Regions from separate parts of the Macaca mulatta genome. Here region 2 is linked to region 1. The links are chromatin contacts, called in public Hi-C maps. All regions are on one chromosome and are shown on one strand. Each heading gives the region's core, a stretch centred on a gene start, on an enhancer-like site or on the middle of the called end of the contact. The rest is flanking DNA. Distances are from core to core; before and after follow the strand shown. Region 1 holds the start of LECT2 (leukocyte cell derived chemotaxin 2). Region 2 holds the start of TGFBI (transforming growth factor beta induced).

Evidence for each region. Hi-C and Micro-C count contacts between places; a contact is called where the count stands out from the background.
Region 2: a Hi-C map of liver shows a contact between it and region 1, with 2.5 times the contacts expected there. The contact joins the promoter of TGFBI here to the promoter of LECT2 in region 1. A contact is called at or near these places in 2 of 14 Hi-C or Micro-C datasets (fibroblasts and liver).

The regions. Positions count from the first base shown.
Region 1 is chr6:144,865,570-144,869,796 of T2T-MMU8v2.0, reverse strand. It overlaps LECT2 (leukocyte cell derived chemotaxin 2), which reads left to right and starts at 1,941. Exons shown (of 4, transcript NM_001194884.2): 1 at 1,941-2,163; 2 at 3,964-4,060. The coding sequence starts at 2,118.
Region 2 is chr6:144,937,659-144,941,470 of T2T-MMU8v2.0, reverse strand. It overlaps TGFBI (transforming growth factor beta induced), which reads right to left and starts at 2,122. Exons shown (of 17, transcript XM_015140963.3): 1 at 1,921-2,122. The coding sequence starts at 2,054.

The DNA.
Region 1 (4,227 bases), core at 692-3,191:
CCTTGATGTACTCAATGCGTTGGCATTCTATGTTGTATACATTAGATGCCTCCTTGAAAGGTGCATCAACAATTAGGTGCATAAAGCAAAAACAATTGTAAAGCAAAAACAATTAGGTGCATAATCTCATTGGCATCGTTTAGTTATTGTTGTGTAACATACCACATCAAAACTCAGTGGCTTCCAATGACACCCAGTTAAGCCCACACATTTATAGGGTGTACTAGGCTGGGTTTTGCGGGGGCAACCATGCTCTGCGTGGCGTCCATTCCCTTCCCAGGGCAGCAGGATCATCTGCCTCACGGCGATGCAAAAACACAGAAGGAGTTTGCAAAGACTAAGGCCCCAGAGGACCCAGGCTTTCCTGACCCACTGCCACTTCTGCCTCATCTTAGTGGTCAAAGCCACACAGTTAAACCCAAAATCAAGGATGAGGAAAGTTCCCTTTACCCCCATGAGACATGGCAAAGGTGTGGACGCAGAGAGGGTGAAGAACGGGGGCCACAATCCCAATCTCCCACAGCTACTGACACTAAATTTAAATGGGGAAGCTTCCATAGAAAATTCCAGGTGCTCATCTAATAGTAAGCTAAAAAGGAGTTATGAACATGTATTTGAAACACACTGAAAATTTAAGTCCCCAGAAAAGTTCAGGGTAATATAACATCCATGTGTCTATCTCCAATAATTAACAAATTAATATTTTTACATATTTGCTTCTGATTTTTTTTTTAGAAATAAAATATTTTAGAGTTTATGTACTCTGTATATCCTTCCACAGGTTTATTTCTCTCACTATCCAGAAGTAATTACTATCTTAAAGGTAGTCTGTGCATATTTTTATTATATATACAGCATTCACTAAGATTAATATTCTTCTTTGTTTTTAGATTTTAAATATCATAAATAGTATACTCTATATATATAATTCTAAAAATAGCTTTTTAATTCAACCATATATCTAGAGATCTAGCTGTGTTAATATATATAGATTGTTTTCATTTAAATTGTTATATTTTACTCCATTGTATGACTGTATTTGTCTGTTCTTGCATTGCTATAAAGAAATACCTGAGATTGGGTGATATATAAAGAAAAGAGGTTTAATTGGTTCACAGTTCTGCAGGCTGTACAGAAAGCATGGTAGCTTCTTGAGAGGTCTCAGGAAACTGAAAATCATGGCAGAAGGCAAAGGGGAAGCAGGCACGTCTTACATGGCTAAAGCAGGAGGAAGTGAGAACAGGGGAGGTGCTATACACTTTTAAACAACCAGATCTCACCATAACTCACTCACTCACTATCATGACAACAGCACCAAGGGGATGATGCTAACCCATTCATGAGAACTCTAGCCCCATAATTCAATCACCTCTCTCCGGGCCCCACCTCCAACACTGGGAATTACAATCGAACATCAGATTTGGGTGGGGACACAGATCCAAACCATATCAATGACTATATTATACTTAATCTTTTTTCCTTTATTAATGGATGTTTTAATGGTATTATCATATCACAAACAAGAAAACATTTAAAAATCACATATTTAAGGTAAGTGCAGGCAATTTTATTAAAATATTAAAGTTATTTGCAAATATTACACAGATAAAATATAATTAAACTGATAATTCAAAAACACTTAAACGATATATTAAGGAATATGTTATGAAGGGCTATACATTATTAATGATCAATTTTCTTCTGAAATACGTGCTCTAAAGGAAATAAAAGAAAGATCTACCAGCAGACAGCACTAAATATTCCATCATTCGCACGAACATTCTCCTACAAGCCACAGCCCAGAAGACTGTCGATACGCACCTTGCCTTATCATTTTCTGTTAATATTTAGTCAGTGTTTCCAATATAATTGGCTGCTTCTTCAGATCAAAGGCTTTTACATAGGCCCTACCTGCAAATCAAATAGCTATCCATGGAATATTAGAACTTGACTTGCTCCATTCTCTTATATTTTTTGTGTCTCACACTAAAGAAATGAAAGATGCATGATTCTAAGGCTAAATAGCTAGGAAGTATTCATTCAAACTTGAATATTCTTCAAAGAGAGTGTGGGGGCAACTCTAATCGGAGGAAGAAACATAAAGGAAGTAAACCCAGATGTTTTCCACCAAAGTCCTCCTTTTGGCTGGTCTGATTTCTACTGGTAAGTCGAAAGTGCAATTTTAGAATGTTAATTTTTAAAAACTGATTTCAGGGGAAGATTAAAAAGATTAAAAAGTCATTAATAGCATGATCACAACAAAGACTTGTGTATTTGGCTATTAAAAAATGAAACAGGAATGATACATGGTCCTGATGATGTTCTAAATAATTTAAATGGAATGTTCCGGTTCTTTAATGAGGGAAACATAATAGTGGGTTGAGAAGACATTACAAAGCCTTTCAGTTTTGGTCTGGGACTTAACTAGAACAAAACTAGATAATAAAAAGTTGATATAAGAATTTGATTCTGATTTTGATCAAAATCAAATTCTGATACAGATACTAATACAGAGACTGGTGTGGATTAAGACAAAGGGAATGCTCCCTTAATACTCAGAGAAGGAGAAAAGGTGCATAAATTACTACACTGTCTGATATTTGCCTCAATTCCCAAGGATAAAGATTAGTTGACAAACTGATGGGATTATATCTTGATCAAGGTGTTGATTTGGAGCTTGGCTCCAAGGCATAAAACTTTTGAAACCCATCTTTTAAAAGTATTTTAAAGAAGAGGCTTAATGGCCATATTCTGTAGCTTCTCTTCACAGCATAGGTATTAATGAAGAGTAAAATGTCTTTAAATAAAATCAATAGTCAAATTACCAGACTCTTGCTTTTGCTTGTTTCAAAGTGCAAGGTTGAGTGTGCTTACTGTATCTCTCTGTGAATGTTAACACCAGAAATCCAGGATGTTTAATTCAATTGAACATTTATCAAGTGCTTACTATACTAAAGAGATGAATTGTGCCTAAAACAAAGTTTGCACCAAGTCTGCTGAGAAAGCAGCCCTTCCTCCATGTTTCATAATTTTTCATATAATTGGTTCTACTCCTTTTCCCACCTTCTCTCCTAATCTCAGTCTAGGCTAAATTGGTTTAACATTTCAGATTATTTCTAACAATCTCCCTCTTCCCTTCCATGTTTGCAAGTATGAGATATCTAGTGTTAAACAAACTTGGCTAGTTCAGAGTTCGTTTTTCCTTTAATTCAAACATTTGCTTGGATTTGATTAGTAGAACCATTTCAAAATTACAATTTCTAAAATTATTTTCTGAGCCATGCTGTTTTATTATTTTTGCTTAATCTAAAAATAATGATCCCCATGGCAGATAATGAGCAAAGAAAAATAGAAAAGCACAACTTATACCATTTACTAATGGATCTGAAGCAAGGTATAATGATGGAGGCCAATGCTTATAAAGAGACACATTCAGCCGGGTGCGGTGGCTCATGACTGTAATCCCAGCACTTTGAGAGGCTGAGGCAGGCAGATCACGAGGTCAAGAGATCAAGACTATCCTGGCCAACATAGTGAAACTTCGTCTTGACTAAAAATACAAAAATTAGCTGGGTGTGGTGGTGTGCACCTGTAGTCGCAGCTACTCAGGAGGCTGGAGCAGGAGAATCACTTGAACCCAGGAGGCAGAGGTTGAAGTCAGCTGAGACCATGCCACTGCACTCCAGCCTGGCAACAGAGTGAGACTTCAATTCAAAAAAAAAAGTTGTATTCACTAATGCTCTAACATAACAAGGCAGAATTCTGTGGCCTGGGAAAAAACCAATTTTACATCTGAATCAGGATATAAAATTCTGGAAAGATGACCTTCCCACAAATACATAAAGTTTGGGGAAAACTACAGTGAAAACAGAATTGTCAGGATCCACTGTGTGACTGATAAGGCAAATGGAGATAGGGAATGTCTGAGGCCAGGAGCTCTGCTCTCATGTTTCTCCTTTTTAGCACTGGCAGGGCCATGGGCTAATATATGTGCTGGCAAGTCTTCCAACGAGATCCGGACGTGTGACCGCCATGGCTGTGGACAGTACTCTGCTCAAAGGTAGGAAGTTGCACACACAACCATCCAACCCTTTGGTCCCTAACCTCTTTTCTCAGTGTCCTTGCCCAACGTTGGTTGCCTCAAGGGCTCACAGTTCTGACAGCATGAAAAACCAGAGATGTAACCAGTTATATCACTGTCTTTGGAGCAGCTTCCAATAACTCTGC
Region 2 (3,812 bases), core at 873-3,372, 71 kb before region 1:
CAGATTACAATAGGCCTTTCCAGCTATGCTGCAGGAAGCTAATCAAGAGGATTTGCCTGCAGGGGTATGGTGGGGAAGTTGATCTAATATCTGGAACTCATAATCAGGAGCATCTGCATTTAAGAAAAAAACTTTATTTTCCAGCTGGTCACCACTCTTCTGGGCTCTGAAGGGAAAGATGTTTGCTATAAAGATGGCTCTTGATGGAAAGCCCTCCACACCTTTGAGGATCCTTCACTGTGGCTGTGCAGAGAGATGCCCTTACAAGTGACATTGTTGCAAGGCATGCTATAAGGATCTTCTCCTGACTTAGGGTGAAGATACAGAAGAAACAGAAACCTCCAAAGCAGATTGAGGCACCCTAACATAACACAATTCATTGGCAGGAAAGGCAGAGAGACCAACGGAGAGGTGGGCAGAGACAATAAAAATGCCAGTTGCTCGCATTTTGATGTTGAGCCTCATATTCCTCTCATCTTTCTGACATCCCCCCTCACTCTATTCTGCACACTGCCCAAGTCAAAGGTGATTCTCCCACTTCCAGAAAGACCCCAGGATATCCCCAGTGTTCTCCTGTTTCCAGGAGGGTGTTGACGCTGCAGCCAGGCCTGGTTTGATTTCACTCTGCAGGGTGGCCAGATGTGTTCCCAGCAGGTCCTCTCCCCCAAAGTCCCAAACTCCTGAAAGGCCTAGACTATAAAGCCACAAGCAGAGGAAACAAGGGCAACTATGCCCTACAAGGGGCAGCCTGTACCGGTACCAAGAGCACTCCTAGTGCAAGGAGCCAAGACAGTCAGGGCCTATGAAGTCAACTCTATCACTCCCACCAATAAATTTTGATTTGAGTACAGATCTGCCCAGTCTCTTGGAGGTCTGGGCATTGCTTGTGGGTGTGAATGCCAGACCCTGATGGTATTTGGGGACTCCTCTGAGGAGTCACTGTGAGATTCTACTCATATATAGTTGTACCTAGTTGTGAAAAAGAAGTTGGTGCAACCAGGTAGGCTGCAAGCTGCAGCAAAACCTGGGTATGTGCGACGCAGGTATGGCCTGGTTTTTGATGTAGAAATGTTGCCTGCCTCTGCCTGGGTCTGTGTTAGGGCCACTATCAGATCAGACCTGCTTGAGTTTGTCTCCTAAAGTCAACACATCTTCAGTGTCTCAAAGGAATTCCTGCAACGATAGTGTCCTACATCTACAAACCCAGCTAATACTTTAAGACAGACTCCAATCCTGGTTCCAGCGCACACTTCAGGACTGTGGGAAAGTGGAACCACTCGGGACTCAGCTTCCCCATTTGAACAGTGTGTGTGAGGGCCCAGTGCATTCTCCTGCTCTTCATCAGGCAGGGCAAGAAGTGCCACACTGCCCTTGCTCTGCCCAGAGAGTAGTGTCAGGTGCCAGCAGAATCTGAGTGCAGGGCCTGGCCAGGTGCACAGGAGCCAGGAGCACCTTGGATGCTGCCACCGTGTGTGGCCTACGTTCTTGTCTGCAGTCGCTGGCCGGGGGCCTGGCTGGGTTGGAATAGGTGCACTGCTGGGTGAGCTTTGCCCTCGGCACCTTCCCACGGTGATTATGGCCAAAGAGTTGCCATTTCCCCCATTCTCCAGTGGCTGGGAGCAGAAGCTGAAAGCGCTATCCGTCTCAGGCTCTTGGCCTGAGTTGAGGATCTCTGGTCCGCTTCCCTACTCACTTCCTCTACAAAGCGGCGGCCGACCGCTTTCCCTCCATGGTCCCGCACCTCCCTCCCTCTCTCCTTCCACCGCGTGCGGGGCTGGTGTCCAAGCGCTCCACGCTGCCGGCTTTTAGTTCGGGCTTTGTTCCCTGCGCCCCCAGCCCACTTCAATGCCCCCAGCGGCGTGCGCTCCGAGCCCCGACGACCTGACCCTCCGCGGCCCCTGGCCGGGCGGCTCGGCTTACCCGTGCTGGCGGCCCCGGAGCCGGCTGTGCTGCAGCACCAGCTGGTAGGGCGACTTGGCTGGACCCGCCAGGGTCGCGGCGGGGTCCAGGGCCAGAGCCAGCGCGAGGGCCAGCAGCTGCACGAAGAGCGCCATGGAGCAGGACGACGCGCACCGAGCGAGCTAACGACAGACGGGCGAGCAGGCAGCTCCAGGGAAGTGAGAGCGCCTCCGCAGCCCGGGCCAGGTTAAGTAAGCGGCGAGCGAGAGGGAGCGGACGCCAGGGGCGGGGAAGCTGGGCCGGCCCGTGCATGAAGGGCGGGCCGCCTGGCGCCTCCCAACCCGCGCGCCCCCGGCTGCGCTGGGCACCCACCCTGTTCTGCACTGTGCCCGTGCTCACAGTTTTCCCAGCCCTCGCCCACACTGCCAGCCCTCACTCCCTCCCTCCCTCTCTCGCCACAGGCTCCCTCGAACCAAGGGTATGGGCCCCTTAGGCCTCCTGTGGTTGCTTCCAAATGGGGACCTTGGGACTGAGGGACAGCTGTCTCTGGGGCTTGAGTCCTGCATAGTGGGGGCCCTCACTGATCTTGAGGCTACAGAACACTGCAGGGAGGGGTGAGGGGAGGCAGTGCTGATTCCCAAAACACTGTGGCCCATCAGACTCGTTTCTGCAACCCAGGAGCCGGCCCCCCTCCCCAGCTCCTCAATCTCTAATCCCTCCACCCCCACCCCACCTGTCAAGCTCATTGAAAGACTGATGAGTAAATCGTGTGATCCACAGAAACGCCAAAAATGTGGGGCAGGTTTTGTTGTGCTCTAAGCTGCTTTTGGAGCCCGTGGGGAAGGGTGGGGTCCTCACCTTGGTACTAACTCATTCCCTCCTTCAGTAAACATCTCTGCAACAGTACCTGCCAGATACATGCTGCAAAGGCAAGAGTCCTGCCCTGGAGGAGCTCAGGGCAGGTAAACAAATTGTCACATGGTAAAGAGGTAATACTCACCCAAGCACCTGTTAATGACCCATCAATTACTTGACACTGCTAGCCCTGGGGAGACACAGATGGATGAATAGAATGAGTGAGACCTAAGCCCTTTGTGAAAAAGCTCCAAGTTGGGGAAATCCACAACCCAAGCCAATGATGTTCCAGGAAGAGTAGCTGAGGCTTTGGGAGCTGAGAGAGGCACCTGGCCCTGACAGGGTGATGCTGGCTCTGAGGCCTCAAAGTTGAAAAGGAGTTAACCAGGTAAACTGAGGCATGCATTCAGGAAACTCAAGTTATCTGGTTGACTGAAGCACAGGGAGGTGGAGTCAAGGGTGGGGAAGAAGGGAAGGAAGGTAGCAGGGCCCAGACTCCAGCTAAGAGCCTAGCAGGTGATGGGTGGAGGCAAGTGACATGGCCAGTGTCATGAGCATGCTTAAGGAGGCAGGAAGAACAGGTAAGCAGGAAGAGACCATGCGAGAGCTTGAACTATGGTGATAGAGGCAGAGATGGGGAAGGCTGGGCAAATGTGAGGCGGGTAGGAGGGAATATTCTCAGTAGAACTTGGAGTCTGTATACAGACTGTACGCAGGGGGAGAAAGGAGAGTCAAGGATATTGAAGGGTGTTTTTGGTCTGGATATTGTGGCAGGTGATGGTGCCACGTTCAGGATGAGGCCCATGCAGGGTGCAGGCTTGCCAGGTAGGTGAGTGGTTTGGGACACCCTGAGTCTGAGGTGCTTGCGATTCATCCTGGTGAAGCATCCCGTGAGGATAAAGCTGGATATGAGGATCGGGGGCTTGAGCAAGGGATGTGGGATGAAGATTCACACCTGGGAGTCATCCTCCAGTGACAGAAGAGTCCAGGAAGTGGGGAATGTGGGGTTGTAGTCAAGGAGGGGTGTCCTAGTAGGAGAGCGCTGCTCAAAGTGAGGA